Linked DNA regions of Sus scrofa: regions 2 and 3 are each linked to region 1. The links are chromatin contacts, called in public HiChIP or PLAC-seq maps. All regions are on one chromosome and are shown on one strand. Each heading gives the region's core, a stretch centred on a gene start, on an enhancer-like site or on the middle of the called end of the contact. The rest is flanking DNA. Distances are from core to core; before and after follow the strand shown.

The links. HiChIP or PLAC-seq counts read pairs in DNA pulled down with a chosen protein or histone mark.
Region 2: a contact with region 1 is called in an H3K27ac HiChIP or PLAC-seq map of skeletal muscle. The contact joins the promoter of IFT80 here to the promoter of LOC100514323 in region 1. A contact is called at or near these places in 3 of 47 Hi-C or Micro-C datasets (heart right ventricle, liver and skeletal muscle) and 2 of 2 datasets of contacts at active chromatin or transcription factors (alveolar macrophages and skeletal muscle).
Region 3: an H3K27ac HiChIP or PLAC-seq map of alveolar macrophages shows a contact between it and region 1. The contact joins the promoter of TRIM59 here to the promoter of LOC100514323 in region 1. A contact is called at or near these places in 2 of 47 Hi-C or Micro-C datasets (liver and skeletal muscle) and 1 of 2 datasets of contacts at active chromatin or transcription factors (alveolar macrophages).

The regions. Positions count from the first base shown.
Region 1 is chr13:99,784,545-99,788,763 of Sscrofa11.1, reverse strand. It overlaps LOC100514323 (NACHT, LRR and PYD domains-containing protein 1a-like), which reads left to right and starts at 2,250. Exons shown (of 17, transcript XM_021069727.1): 1 at 2,250-2,551. The coding sequence starts at 2,520. LOC106507994 (a long non-coding RNA gene) reads right to left here and starts at 3,295. Exons shown (of 4, transcript XR_001304462.2): 1 at 2,872-3,295.
Region 2 is chr13:100,076,254-100,080,723 of Sscrofa11.1, reverse strand. It overlaps IFT80 (intraflagellar transport protein 80 homolog), which reads left to right and starts at 2,576. Exons shown (of 20, transcript XM_021069731.1): 1 at 2,576-2,981. It overlaps SMC4 (structural maintenance of chromosomes protein 4), which reads right to left and starts at 2,575. Exons shown (of 24, transcript XM_005669952.3): 1 at 2,366-2,575; 2 at 1,100-1,243; 3 at 39-217. The coding sequence starts at 1,238.
Region 3 is chr13:100,130,377-100,134,748 of Sscrofa11.1, reverse strand. TRIM59 (tripartite motif-containing protein 59) reads left to right here and starts at 1,632. Exons shown (of 3, transcript XM_005669954.3): 1 at 1,632-1,820; 2 at 2,788-2,864.

The DNA.
Region 1 (4,219 bases), core at 1,001-3,500:
TGGGAAACCATGGAGGTGTGTCAGTGAGAAGGTATTAGGAAATATTATTAAAGGATTTGGGGCTTTGTTAGCTGATTGGGGGAGGGCTTAGGAAAGCAGGGGTAAATCTATGAATGTGTATCTTCATAAATCTTATCTACAGAAGGGCAGACTTGAGAGTGGCTAAGGCTGTAATTGGCAAAGAAGCAGCGGTCACTCCAATTGGCCAAGGTAGGCGTGTGTTCATGGTGGCTTGGGCAATGCTCACGTTTTGTCTGTGCTCAGACATGATTAAGGAGTCTTGTCCTGGTCTTCATCCATTGTGGTTACAGAGGGGCCTTGTCTGATGTTCTGTGAAATTGTTCATGTTTATATTCAACAAAGGAACACCAGTGATGATACCAGATCAGCTCTTTTCCAGAATATAAAGTATCTTATTATAGTGTCGGACTCATGGGTGTTCCATCCATAGGGGTTATGACCCTTATTGCACCCATCCACAGTGCCAGCCTGGGCCTTTGAGTCACAGTGAGGCAGGTAGGGGTATTCTGGGGCTGAGACATTTGGAGAAATCTAAAAGACACATCCCAGGAGTTCCTGTTGTGGTGGGCAGCGGAAATGAATATGGCTAGTATCCATGAGGATGTGGTTCCATTCCTGACCTTGCTCACTGGGTTGGGGGATCCGGTGTTGCTGTGAGCTGCAGTGCAGGTTGCAGATGGCTGGGATCCTGAATTGCTGCAGCACTGGCTGCAGCTGTGACCAGCAGCAGTAGCTCTGATTCAACCCCTAGCCTGGGAACTTCCATATGTTGCAGAGCTGCGCCCCCCGCCAAAAAAAAAAAAAAAAAAAAGAAAAAAAAAAAAAGGACAACACATCCCTTCAAAGCACAAAGGCACATTTTCTTCCCCAGCTTCAGGCATTACATGAAGTCGTTTCCCTTCAGTTAAGGGTATCTCAATCTATGGAGAATTTCAGGAAGAGCAAAGTAGAGGACCAGTCCTGGACTCTGTCTTTTCCTCCTTCCTGCAGTAAGTGTATTTCTTTCTTTCTTTTTTTTTTTTTCTTTTTGTTGTTGTTGTTGTTGTTGCTATTTCTTGGGCCGCTCCCGCGGCATATGGAGGTTCCCAGGCTAGGGGTCGAATCGGAGCTGTAGCCACCGGCCTAACGCCAGAGCCACAGCAACGTGGGATCCGAGCCGCGTCTGCAACCTACACCACAGCTCACGGCAACACCGGATCGTTAACCCACTGAGCAAGGGCAGGGACCGAACCCGCAACCTCATGGTTCCTAGTCGGATTCGTTAACCACTGCGCCACGACGGGAACTCCAGTAAGTGTATTTCTAAGCACCTACTGTGAGCCAGACCTGGGCTAGATGCTGTGTGATACCCACCACCTCATGGAAAAGACAGACAAGAAAACAATCATGCTGAAAAACAGCTAAGAAAAAAACAGTGTACAATGAAGGCCACCAATAGTCTAAGCAGTGGTTCTCACATTTTCCTGAGTTTTTTTTTTTTTTTTTTTTGTCTTTTGTCTTTTTAGGGCCGCACTTGTGGCATATGGAGGTTCCCAGGCTAGGGGTCGAATCAGAGCTGTAGCCGCCGGCCTACACCACAGCCACAATAACTTGCGATCCGAGCCACTTCTGCAACACCACAGTTCGCGGCAACGCCAGATCCTTAACCCAGTGAGCAAGGCCAGGGATGGAACCCGAAACTTCACGGTTCCTAGATGGATTTGTTTCTGCTGCACCACAACTGGAAACTCCTTCCTGAATGTTTTAATTGCCTGGATCTTTAAAAAATACTGACACCTGGATCTCACTGCACTAATTGGTCTGGGATACCGCTTGAGGCTTTGAGATTTGATAAGCTCTCTGGGTGATCTAATGTGCAGCAAAGTTTGGGGACCACTGGCTTAGTCCATCCATTCTTACAGTTTGGGGTGGGGGTGTTTAATCATGTGAAAGCCAGAGTCCCTCATTCCAGATACCTGTATTTAGATACAAAATCTGAAAGAATTTCAGGGGGCTTACAGATCCTAAGAAAATCTGAGAATTCCTCCGGGGAGGAGGTTGTCTCGTGAAAAATCACAGATACAAGAGTATCCAACCCTCCTGAGCTCTCTGTCCCCTCTAGAAAGGAGCTGGCCCTTTTCTTTCACAGAATCTCTGCGCGTTAGTGTCACCAAACCTAGTTCTCACAGGGCAGTAAGCAGCCACCGAGCGGCCGGTGTGCGCACGTGTGCGAGTGTGCACGCCGGCGTGCACGCGCGGGGGCGCGGGCGATCGTGCGTTTCCGTTTAGGAGCCCCGACTGCCTTCGGCTGCGGCTGCGGCAGGGCGCCCGGCGCCCCCTCCCTCCCAGTCCCCTCCCCTGGTGGCTCTCGCTCGCCCTTTTCCCTCCCCCAGCAGCGTCGGCAGCCTCCGGGTGCGTAGGGCAGCTCAGCACGCGAACCTCTCCAGCAGGCGCCCCGGCGCGAGCCGAGAGCAGATCCCCGGGCGCGCAAGGCGCCGCCTCCCAGCCGCAGAGCGACGATGAGCGGAGGCGAGGGGGTCGTGGAGAGCAGGTGAGCGCCGCCGCCGGGCTGGGTGTAGGGGTGTAGGAAAGAGGGCGCAGTGGGGGTGGGGGTGCACCCGGACCTAACATCCACGCGTGGAGAAGGGGCTTTGCCCCCTTCATCCTGCTCCACCGCGGACTCTGTTTTTGCCCTTTTCCCAGGCGGGGCGCTTTCGCCCTTTTCCCGCCCGGGCATCCCCGCTCCGGCCTCACAAAGCACCCGTAGGCGGCGGCGCATGCCCCGCGCGGGCACGGAGCATTGGGGAGGCGAAGCGCCCGTCATTCCCAATTCTGACTTCCCACCCCCAGCCCAGGCCCTGGCGGCGGCACCTGGGTCGGGCGGACCTCACTGTGGTGGCGCGCTGCTGGAAGGCCCGCGCTCCGGACCGGGAGGCGGGGCTACGGGCTGCGCTGCTGCCCCTTGTGGCCGCGGCTTCCTACAGCCCGCTGCCTAGCCGCGCGGCGGCAGGTGGGCAGATTTGTTCTCATCTTCCAGTTGGAAGCAGTAGCGGGGCGCGGGCGGGTGAGGAGGAGGGCAGGTCGCCCTGCGGCATCCCCTTTGTTCTTTGCGGGTGGACTCGCCCCCTTCCGGCTTCCGCGGGTGACTCCCCGCCTCCCGCCTCCGAGGCCTGGCTTCTGCTGTCCTCATCTGCTCCCCTGTCCTTGAGCTTCAGCTTCCTGGAGCCCCTGCGCCTTTTGCATCTGGAAGTGAACTTTGGAGATGTTTCTGAACATCCGCGCTTTGGCCTCCCGGCTTTCAAGTTGTTTTCATTGACAGCAGGGTTATTTCCTTAACGCCCCCCTTGGGCCATGCGTGGAGCACCTCCCCCCGCCCTCAGCCTCTCTGCCCCCGCCCACCCCCCTGGGTCACTAAAGTCTGGAGCACAGAAGGCGCGGGATCAACAATGCTTGGAGGGTTTCTGCTATTATTGTAAAGGCAGCCGTTGTCTGTGTTTGTCATCAACGTCTCATCAGCGTCTCACAGACGTTTAAAAGCGGCTGCTTTTTAGGTGGCAATGTCTAAAAAGAGCTGGTTTGGGGATTCTCGAACGGTGCTGTGGTCAGGTTCTCCAGAGGTACCCACTGTCATCTGCACAAGCAGACTTTTAACATTGGATGTAGTGTTTCAGCAAAAGACACGTGATGGTTTGTTTGTGAAATGTATCCTTTTAGGTAATCCTCTCATTGCGGTAAGCGCTTACAGGAAGTTCACCCAAAACAGTGTAGACGCACTCAGCAAAGATTGAGACTATGCAGAGAATTTACTTATAGGATAGTCCCTGCTGCAAAACAAAGTTTCTACAGGATCAACTAGAGGACGAAGAGAATGCCGAGGTTAAAGTGTTCACGACTTCAGTTTTCTCTGGATCATTGTACATGAGAGCCAGCTTCCCTCAGGGAGGGGGGGTTGGTTTGGGGTGTGTGGGTGTGTGTGTGTATTAAAATAATCAGGAAGAGGAGTTCCCGTCGTGGCGCAGTGGTTAACGAATCCGACTAGGAACCATGAGGTTGCGGGTTCGGTCCCTGCCCTTGCTCAGTGGGTTAACGATCCGGCGTTGCCGTGAGCTGTGGTGTAGGTTGCAGACGCGGCTCCCACGTTGCGGATCCCACGTTGCTGTGGCTCTGGCGTTAGGCCGGTGGCTACAGATCCGATTCAACCCCTAGCCTGGGAACCTCC
Region 2 (4,470 bases), core at 1,327-3,826, 290 kb before region 1:
CCATTACCTCACAAAAGTTATTTTAAAAGGTCAAATACCTTATGAAAAGGTCCTAGAATTTTTTCCCCAGCATAGGATTTGAAGTTCTGGTTTACAATATGAGTTATCATAAGCCGAGGAGCTCCAGCTTCATTGGTCATTGCTGGAGGCGGCGGCGGAGGGATGCTACTCAAAATCTCTTCTAAACTTCTATTATCAATTTCCTCACTTGGAGTCTCTAAGTAAGTTAAAAGAAAGGGAAGGCAAAGGAAAAAAAGCCTCCATTAGTGTAATTAGTTCGGAGGACTACTGCCTGCTATCTCTGGAGAGATATTATTTATGAAACCTAGGAATCTCTATTTTCACTCAATATAGCATTATCCTAAACTCACAGGGAATGAGAATCTTTCGGGTAAAAAAAAATCTTAAAAGAAATGCCACCAGTCACAAAATTCTATAGAAATATAACTCTTAGGAGTCAAAACACTATATCATAAAGCAAATCTGGAGAAACCACAACCACTTACTTGATAGCCTGCTCCTTGCCTAAACAAGTAGTAAAATCCTATGGCTCTAGAGCCAACTCTCTACATCTCTGAGCACCTGGAGCCTTAACTTTGGACACGCAAGAGCTCAAGCGACATTGTCACAAGGGTTTCATAATGTCACCCAATTCCTGGACTCACAAAAACTACAGTAGTTTCGAGCAAATTATCATCTTCTCTTTAAACACAATTTAAGACCACGGAGGTGAAGTTAGGGTCAAGCAACTTTTCATCATAGTAACATACAGTCACGCCGCCTCCGTCTGAAAGAAAGTCCACTGACTACTGGCTAATAGTGTCGATTTCCGCGGAAACAGAAGACAATAAACAGAAATTAAGAATTGAAGCTGTTTACTCGCCTCCATCCCCCTCCAGGACCGTTACACCGAAACTGCATAGTCTAATCTGTGAAACTCGCCAGACCGCTTTCTTCAGTGGGTCTACGGAACCGACACGAGATGTTCGCACCGCAACCCCGAAGCCCCTCTTGCCCGCGCCCCAAGACACCAGACAGTCCTGGGTTGGGCGCGGACACACCCGGATCCCCCATGCGCTTTCCCGCGGTTGCTACTCACCTGCGGTGGCAGGCGCCCGGCTCTCCGAGCAGCCGGGCGGCGACTCCGGCTGCGCATCGCTGCTGGTGCGGTCCGGGGACTGCGGCGGCCCTTCCTCTCTGCGCCGGGCAGTGGAGGGCTGGGTGCCCTTACGGGGCATGGTCGCTGGGGCCGAGAAAGAGCCGGCGGCAAGTCAGCCCGCGAGCCGCAGGACCTTGAGGGTCCATTCTCCGCTGGCCCGGCGGTGGGATGGGCCCAGCCTCCACCCCACCCAACCCGGGGAAAATTCCGTCCATCTATTTCCGAAAGCCCCGTTTAAAAACCCTGCTCAACGCCAGCGGGTCCTCGAGAAAGAAGGCACAAAACCCCTCGAGGTGCCAAGAAGGCGGGATCCGTTTTCCTAAGTCCAAAGCAAGTGGGAAAACTTAGACGTGCTTGGGGAATCAAGCTTAGTTCTTTTTATTTTCTAAAGTTCCCTTCCCATCCCCCCGACGAAGGTAAGGGTATAAGAATATTCTAACGTAATTTCTAAACGAAGTAAACTGGCGTTTACCGACATGCCCACGCTCCCGGGGCTAGGAATACAAGCGCACACACTTTGAGAGCGAAGAGTTCGTATTAACTTTAGGCTTGAGGGGCTCTCAACTTCCGAGAGCAGCGAAGAACCGGCTGCTCGCCGCCCACTATCCTCTCCTCGCCATTTAGCTCTAGGAGCCCTTGACCGCCCGCGGGCTTTGAGGTGTCCTCACGACTGCCCGATAGGGACCAGTGGATGGGGTCGACCCCCGCGATTTTCAAATCGGAGGCCGGCAGTGCCGGCTCCGGTTCAAATCACCTTGGGGCAGCAGGGGTTTGTACCTCCGGTGTCCGCGGCAGACTCCCGCTAGGCAATAAACCAGGAAAGGTCACCAGTAAGGGCTCAGATCGGGTAATCAGTCCCTTGGGAGAAGAGAGAGAGAGGCAGGGGGCCGGGGCAAGGGGAAACCCTACAGTCCGATCGGGACCAAGTTTTCTGAGAAGAAGTCCACGAAGCTTAAGCCCCGATCCCTCGCGTCCCCTGAGCGACGCCCAAGTAGCTCAAAGAAGTGGCGCCCAGAAGAAGCGCGCGGGAGCCCCGAATGCTGAGGAGAGGCTGAGGGGGGAGGGGTGACAGCGAGAGAAACCTCCCGGCGGCAGCCTCAGCCTAGACTTCGGCCGCTCCAGCTCAAGGCCTTTTCTTCCCAGGTGCCGGCAGACGGGGCAGGAAGTAAGAGTGTGACAACTCTACCAGGAAAAGAGGTACTTTACCTGCGGGACAGTCCACTCAGACCAAGGCTGGAAACGGTTGTATAACCCCCCCGCGTCTACTGGTGTTTCGGCTCCGGGTCCTTCACTCGAAAATGGCGCCTAAAATACAAACTCGAACGGAAATTCGTTACAAATGCGCGCAATGCTTTCTGGGACCCACTAATTTGAAAAAACTGCGGCGATTATGGTCGCCATCTTCATGTCGTTTACACGCATGCGCGAAATGCTGGCGGGACCCTGGCGGCAGAGGACATTTCTAAGTGAAAAAGAAAAGCGAAGCAATGTTTTCCTTGGGCCTATGGACAACAACATTCATATAAAATATATTTTTAAAAAGTTTTGGGAGTTTTGAATAAGAGGAAGAAAACAGAATGGGACCCCGCCCACAGCTAAACAACGGGCACAGAAGCCCAATAACGCTCCTTAACAAGAGGGCGGGCTCGCTAGGGGCGGGGTCTCGGGCCCGCTCGGGTGACGCGGCGGGAAGTATCGCGGGAAGAGGGAGTTCGCTCTGCTCTCAGAAGTCGCTATGGTGACGAAGAGATCCGAGGCTTCTTGGTAACTGGTAGCACCCCTGTGAGAGCGATCGCCACTGCTTTCCTGGAACTTACTTAAGGTAAATCTCTATCTCTGGACGAAGTGAGGAAAGAGTTTAGAGGTTGTGGCCATTACTGGACCCACTTTTCCTGCTTTTAGGGTGTTTGCAGCTTGGAGCATCAGTTATTTTCCATCTCCCTGGAGCACTGGGGCTCTGGACGTAGCTCTTGGGATGCAGAGGAAGCCCTAAGTCTTTGGAGAGAGTAGGGGGACAACAAGGAGAAGACCTCGATTGGTGAATGATCTTGTAGTAAATAGCAAAATAAGGATTTCGAGTTATTAGTATTAGGTCGTTAGCGTCACTAGCGAAAGAGGGTTTCTGGCTTTTAAAATTATTTGGCTGAAAGACTCCGTAATAGAAGAAACGATTTGCTCGTATCATATGTTTATGAAAAAATTATCGATCAGCAAATATTAAGTAGCTTTGTACACGTTGCACTGTGTCAGGCATAAGAAAGATTATCAAGGTAGTATTTCTGTTCCCAGAGAATTTAGTTTTGTTAGTGAGTTTTTAACCTGGAGTTTATGGATCTGGTGGTAGGCGATTGTTCATACCACCTCTCCTCCACTCTCCATCTCCAACCCCTTGCCCCTTTAGCTGTGTACAGAATTATGTCTGCTTGTGAATTTTTCTGAGGAGTTTCCCAGAACTTTTATCAAATTCTCAAACACGATCCTAATCCCCCAAATGTTAACCACTGGTTGATTTGACTACCTCCAATAAGCATTTGTTCAGCAGCTCTAAAGTACTTGACATGGAGAACTGGGAACTCTTTTATTCCCCCTTTTAGCTTTTTAATACTTGGTGCCTGACATACTAAACCCCCAATAAATCCTCTTTATGCATGAATTTAAATTGTCATTCTAAGTAAGTATGTATGACCCTTGCCCTGAGGAGCATATTCAGGTTCAGTGATTCCCAAGAAGACATGTAGAGGCCACTGCCCACAAGTGTAAGAATTTGTTGAAGAGGGGAGACTGGTGTGGTTTGAGTAAGTATTGACTCCTTATTGTAATATACCTTTATATTTGAAGTTGAAAAAAATTGTTTTCGAAGGACAAACTACAGACAGTAAACTCAATGAAAAAAAATTTTGACCCGTAGGTGTGCGAGGAAAATGTAGTAATTCTCTTTGAAAGCATCTGGAATCTTTTGGATTTTTGAAGTCTGTAAAACATAACTAACCCTGAGTTGGAGAGATATTAACCAAGAGAAATGCAAAGACTAGACCAAATTGGGTAGTGTATTTGGGAGACAGCACAGTGGAGTAGAAAGATGTAAGAGATAACAGAATCCCAAATCTCATGTTTTTTTGTCTACATACTTAGACAATTTATCAATTTATCAGTCCCTCTGAGAGTATTTATTATAAAATCAGCATATAATACCTACCTCATAGAATTGTTTATGATTGTCTATCCCACACACTATATTCATTTGATATTGCTGTGTTTTACCATTGATTTTATCAGGGTATGTGCTAAGGATGAATAATGGGTATGTCAAG
Region 3 (4,372 bases), core at 383-2,882, 350 kb before region 1:
ACAGGGAATTCCCATGCATTTCCTGCTCCCTCTCCATGCATAGTTCATCCCGTCATCAATATCTTCTCTGGAGTGGTGCATTTGTTAAAAGTGAAGAACCTACATCATAATTACCTAAGGTCCCTAGTTAACATCACCGTTACATTTTTTTTTTTTTTTTCCTTTTTAGGGCTGCACCCGCTGCCCATGGAAGTCCCAGGCTAGGGGTCCAATGGGAGCTGTAGCCGCGGGCCCACACCACAGCCACAGCAACGCCAGATCCGAGCCACGTGTGTGACCTACACCACGGCTCACAGCAACGCGGGATCCTTAACCCACTGAACGAGGCCAGGGATGGAACCTGCAATCTCATGGTTCCTAGTTAGATTCATTAACCACTGAGCCACTACGGGAACGCCCACTCTTACATTTTTTAAAAGAGAAAATAATATAAAAGTATGCTGCATTTATTGCTATGGAAAGATATTAACGTATTGCTTTGACAAAAAGGAAAACTCCTTATCAGGATGACACCAATGTTTAAATAAAAAATTTGTGTGCACAATAAAGCCTACATGTATATATTCCACCACATTACAGTGGAATCCACACATCATAAGCAATCTTTTCAGTAGCTGAATTGGTAAACATATAGGAGGTTGACTCAAGACTCACTGCTATTACCTTAGTGTGATTTATTCTGTTTACTATTTTTCTGTAATTTACTGCATAAGAGCATAAGATCTGAAAGTACTGGCAATACACAGTATATGGAGGCTAACAGTTCTATTTTGCACACGTGATCGACTTCTATCTGCTGTTAAGAGAGGCAAGCTGTGATGAGTTTGTCTTGAGCCACATACAGCTGGATACGATTTCTCAAGAAAAAGGGTAAAGGACTTACTGAACTGTGCGTTTTCTGAGTCTGGGACTAAGAAAGTGAAATAGGAACTTGGTGGAGAAATTGAATTGGAAGTCAGGAATTCTGCGCAACAGCCATCTCCAGGCAATAATTTCACAGCGTGGAAAGAGGGCGCGGGGCTGGGGAGCGGGAGGAAGAGTAAGGAGAGATGCAGGGAGATCCTGAATCCTAAGGTCCCACTAGCTCTCCCAGAGTCGGCTCTCTTTAACTACACGAGAATTCTCAATAATCAGAAGCCCCCTCCTCCTTTGCTAGAACCAACTACTTTGGTGGGTTTATGTGTCCAGAGTCCCTAAACAAAAGGAAACCAGGGTTCAGGAGAAGACAGAGCTTGCCCAGTGGGGTGCGTCTGCCCTCAGGGCTCAGGGAACCTGTGAGGTCAGATGAAAGACGCTGCCCTTTAAAGTCTACATTTACGACGTGCCGGCTTAAATCCAGGTTAAATAAGGTGTGGTATGAAGCTTTTTTATAAAAAACATCGGCCTCCGCTAGACCCCGCCTCTCCTGCAACACCGCCCAGTTGCCCTCCAAGGCAGGAGTCAACGCCGCCAGAAGGGCTCCCTGCTGCGCGCCTGCCTAGCTCCCGGGTGGCAACCCATGCATAGTGCGCAGGCGCAGAAACCACGCCCGTCCTCGCGCCCAGCCCACGCGATCACGCCCCCGCCCCGCCCGGCCCCAGCTGTCGGCAGTTTACTTTCGAACCACGGCCCCGCGCTCTTTCCCATTGGCTGGTGCCACGCAGTTGAAGGTTGCCGGGACACTGCGCCTGCGTTGTAAGGCTCGTGAGCCCCGCCCCGTCTGGGCACCTGAAGGCCCTCAGGGCGGAGGAGGGCGGGTACGCTGCGCAGGTCTTAGCTTCACACTGCAGGTTGTGGAGCTGTTTCAGCCGGTGGAGGTACCTGGTTCGCTCGTCTCCACGGTGAGTCTAAGAGCTTCTCTTCTTTTGGAGATGGCGGCTCTGGGTCCCTCTCTTCCCCTGTAGCGCAGGCTGGTGTCCTGCGGGGTTTGGAGGAGAGTCGAGGGGCTTAATGATGGAGAGGGCTGGCTTGGGTGCCGCATCGCTTCTCGTTCGTCCCAGGTGCAGCGTTTGAAGAACCTCTTTGCCCCCTTCCGGTGTGGAACTGCGTTTTCGTGAGGAAGGACCCTTCTGTGGCGTGAGGGTGGGAGGAGCGGGGCTCCGCCGAGCTGGGAGACCTCGCGGGGATTCGGAGCCGAGGGAGCCGGGGCGTTGGGAGAGAGACCCCGCGGCGGGAGGGGGGGAGTTGCCCTTAGCTTTGGGGTAGGGGATGGGAAGGGTAGCGCTGTTTTAGGCCTCTTCTTTTCGAGAGGTTCTCATTGGATTTAACAGGAGTAGGTGTAATTATGCCCATTTTACAGATGTGAGACCTCAGTTTTGAGAGGCATTAAGTAAAACTGACCCAGGATCTCTCAACATTTAAATGGCTGAACCAAGAGATGAACAGACGTATTGATGGGAATAACCTAAATCAAGATTTATAATTTTAAGCTGGCAAAAATCTTCACTTAAATGGATGCTTCTTGTCTTCCGACTAGCTTTCAGCAGTCTGAAATGACCGTGAATATTTGCTCCCTCATCACCATTGTTGGCGAATATTTTCAAGAGCTCCGAAGTTAGTTGACGCTCTAATAAGAGGTCCTTTGTGACAACTTACTTGGTCACAGGATTATTGGGATTTTCCAGGTGCAGTTGGTGCCGCTCCTGCTGCTCCACAGCTTTTGATGTTTGTCACTACTTTTCTGAAAACACAGGCTTAGAGAGCATAAACATCAAAGGCAGTGAAATAACAGCCATTCCCTATGATATCGTATTTAATGTATTTTTTTGAGAATGTAAATCCAGAACATTAAAGTTATTTTTATTTTAGAATAAGAATAAAACCATCTGAAAAAGTTGGAGAAGATAGAGTATATTCAGTCTTCAAACCAGAAGGTCAACAAAGTGGTAAGTTCTGGGAAATTAAGTGAATATCAAAGAAATTTTCAGTAAATTTTTACTGAGTGTATGACAAACTGTAAGGTGAAAAATTTAAATCTTTTGAAAAAAGATATGTTGGTGGGTGTATAAAATGCAAACATATAGATGGAGCATAAAGTGAAAAGTAAACAACTCCCTAATCTGATCTATAGCTTAAAGTTAGTCGTTAGTCACTATTAACTGTTTTGTTTGTCCTCCTAGAAATTTTAAAAGGATATGTGGAAACAGAATCCGACTAGAAACCATGAGGTTTCGGGTTCGATCCCTGGCCTCGCCCAGTGGGTTAAGGAGCTGCGGTGTAGGTCGCAGATGCGGCTCTGCTCTGGTGTTGCTGTGGCTCTGGCATAGGCCAGCAGCAAGACCTCCGAATGGACCCCTAGCCTGGGAACCTCCATATGCCACAGGTGCAACCCTAAAAGGACAAAAGACAAAAAAAAGGATATGTGCATCTTAATACAGACAAATACATTTAACACATAGCGATCTCCAAGTTGAATTTATTAGGTTATCTGGATACTTTTTTACCATGTATTTACATATTGATCTGCAGATCTGCATTCCTTTTTAATGACCAAGTAGCTATTCTTTCTTTCTTTTTTTTTTTTTGCTTTTTAGGGCCTCACCAGCGGCATGTGGAGGTTCCCAGGCTAGGGGTCCAATTGGAGCTGTAGCTGCCGGCCAACACCACAGCCACAGCAACGCAGGATCTGAGCTGCATCTGTGACCTACACCATAGCTCACAGCAGCACTGGATCCTTAACCCACTGAGCGAGGCAAGGGATCAAACCTGCATCCTCATGGATACTAGTAGGGTTCATTGCCACTGAGCCATAACAGGAACTCCTCTTAGTTACTTATTTATTTACTTATTTTTTTGGTCTTTTGTCTTTTCACGGCTGCATCTGAGGCATATGGAGGTTCCCAGGCTCGGGGCTGAATCAGAGCTGTAGCTGTCGTCCTACTACAGCCACAGCAACGTCCTACAACAGCCACAGCAACGCTGGATCCAAGCCTGCCCACTGAGGGAGGCTGATGGAAGTCCTCATGGTTGCTAGGCTCCTCATGATTGCTAGTTGGGTTCATTAACCACTGGGCCACGATGGGAGTGCTCCTTCCTGGTAACTTTTAAAAAGGAAGAGGAAATCTTGAACTAAGTTATGAATTTGTACTTAGGCTTTTAGTATTCACTGGAGAAAAATAACATTTCACTTGGGTTATTTGAATTTGTTCTTTTGCTTTTTAAAAGTATAGAATAATATAAACTGATTCTAAAATTAATTTAGCAGGAGACAGGTTGCATAACAGGCAATACACTAAATATTTTTAAAGCTTTTTATTGTTTTAAAATAAAAATATGTATATATATAAATTTATATCTCTTCAAGATAATGGACAGTTGAAAAAGGTAGTAAATTATTTTTTAATCATATCCCATTTTAATATGCTTCTAAAATCCAATTAAATTACCACTTTTG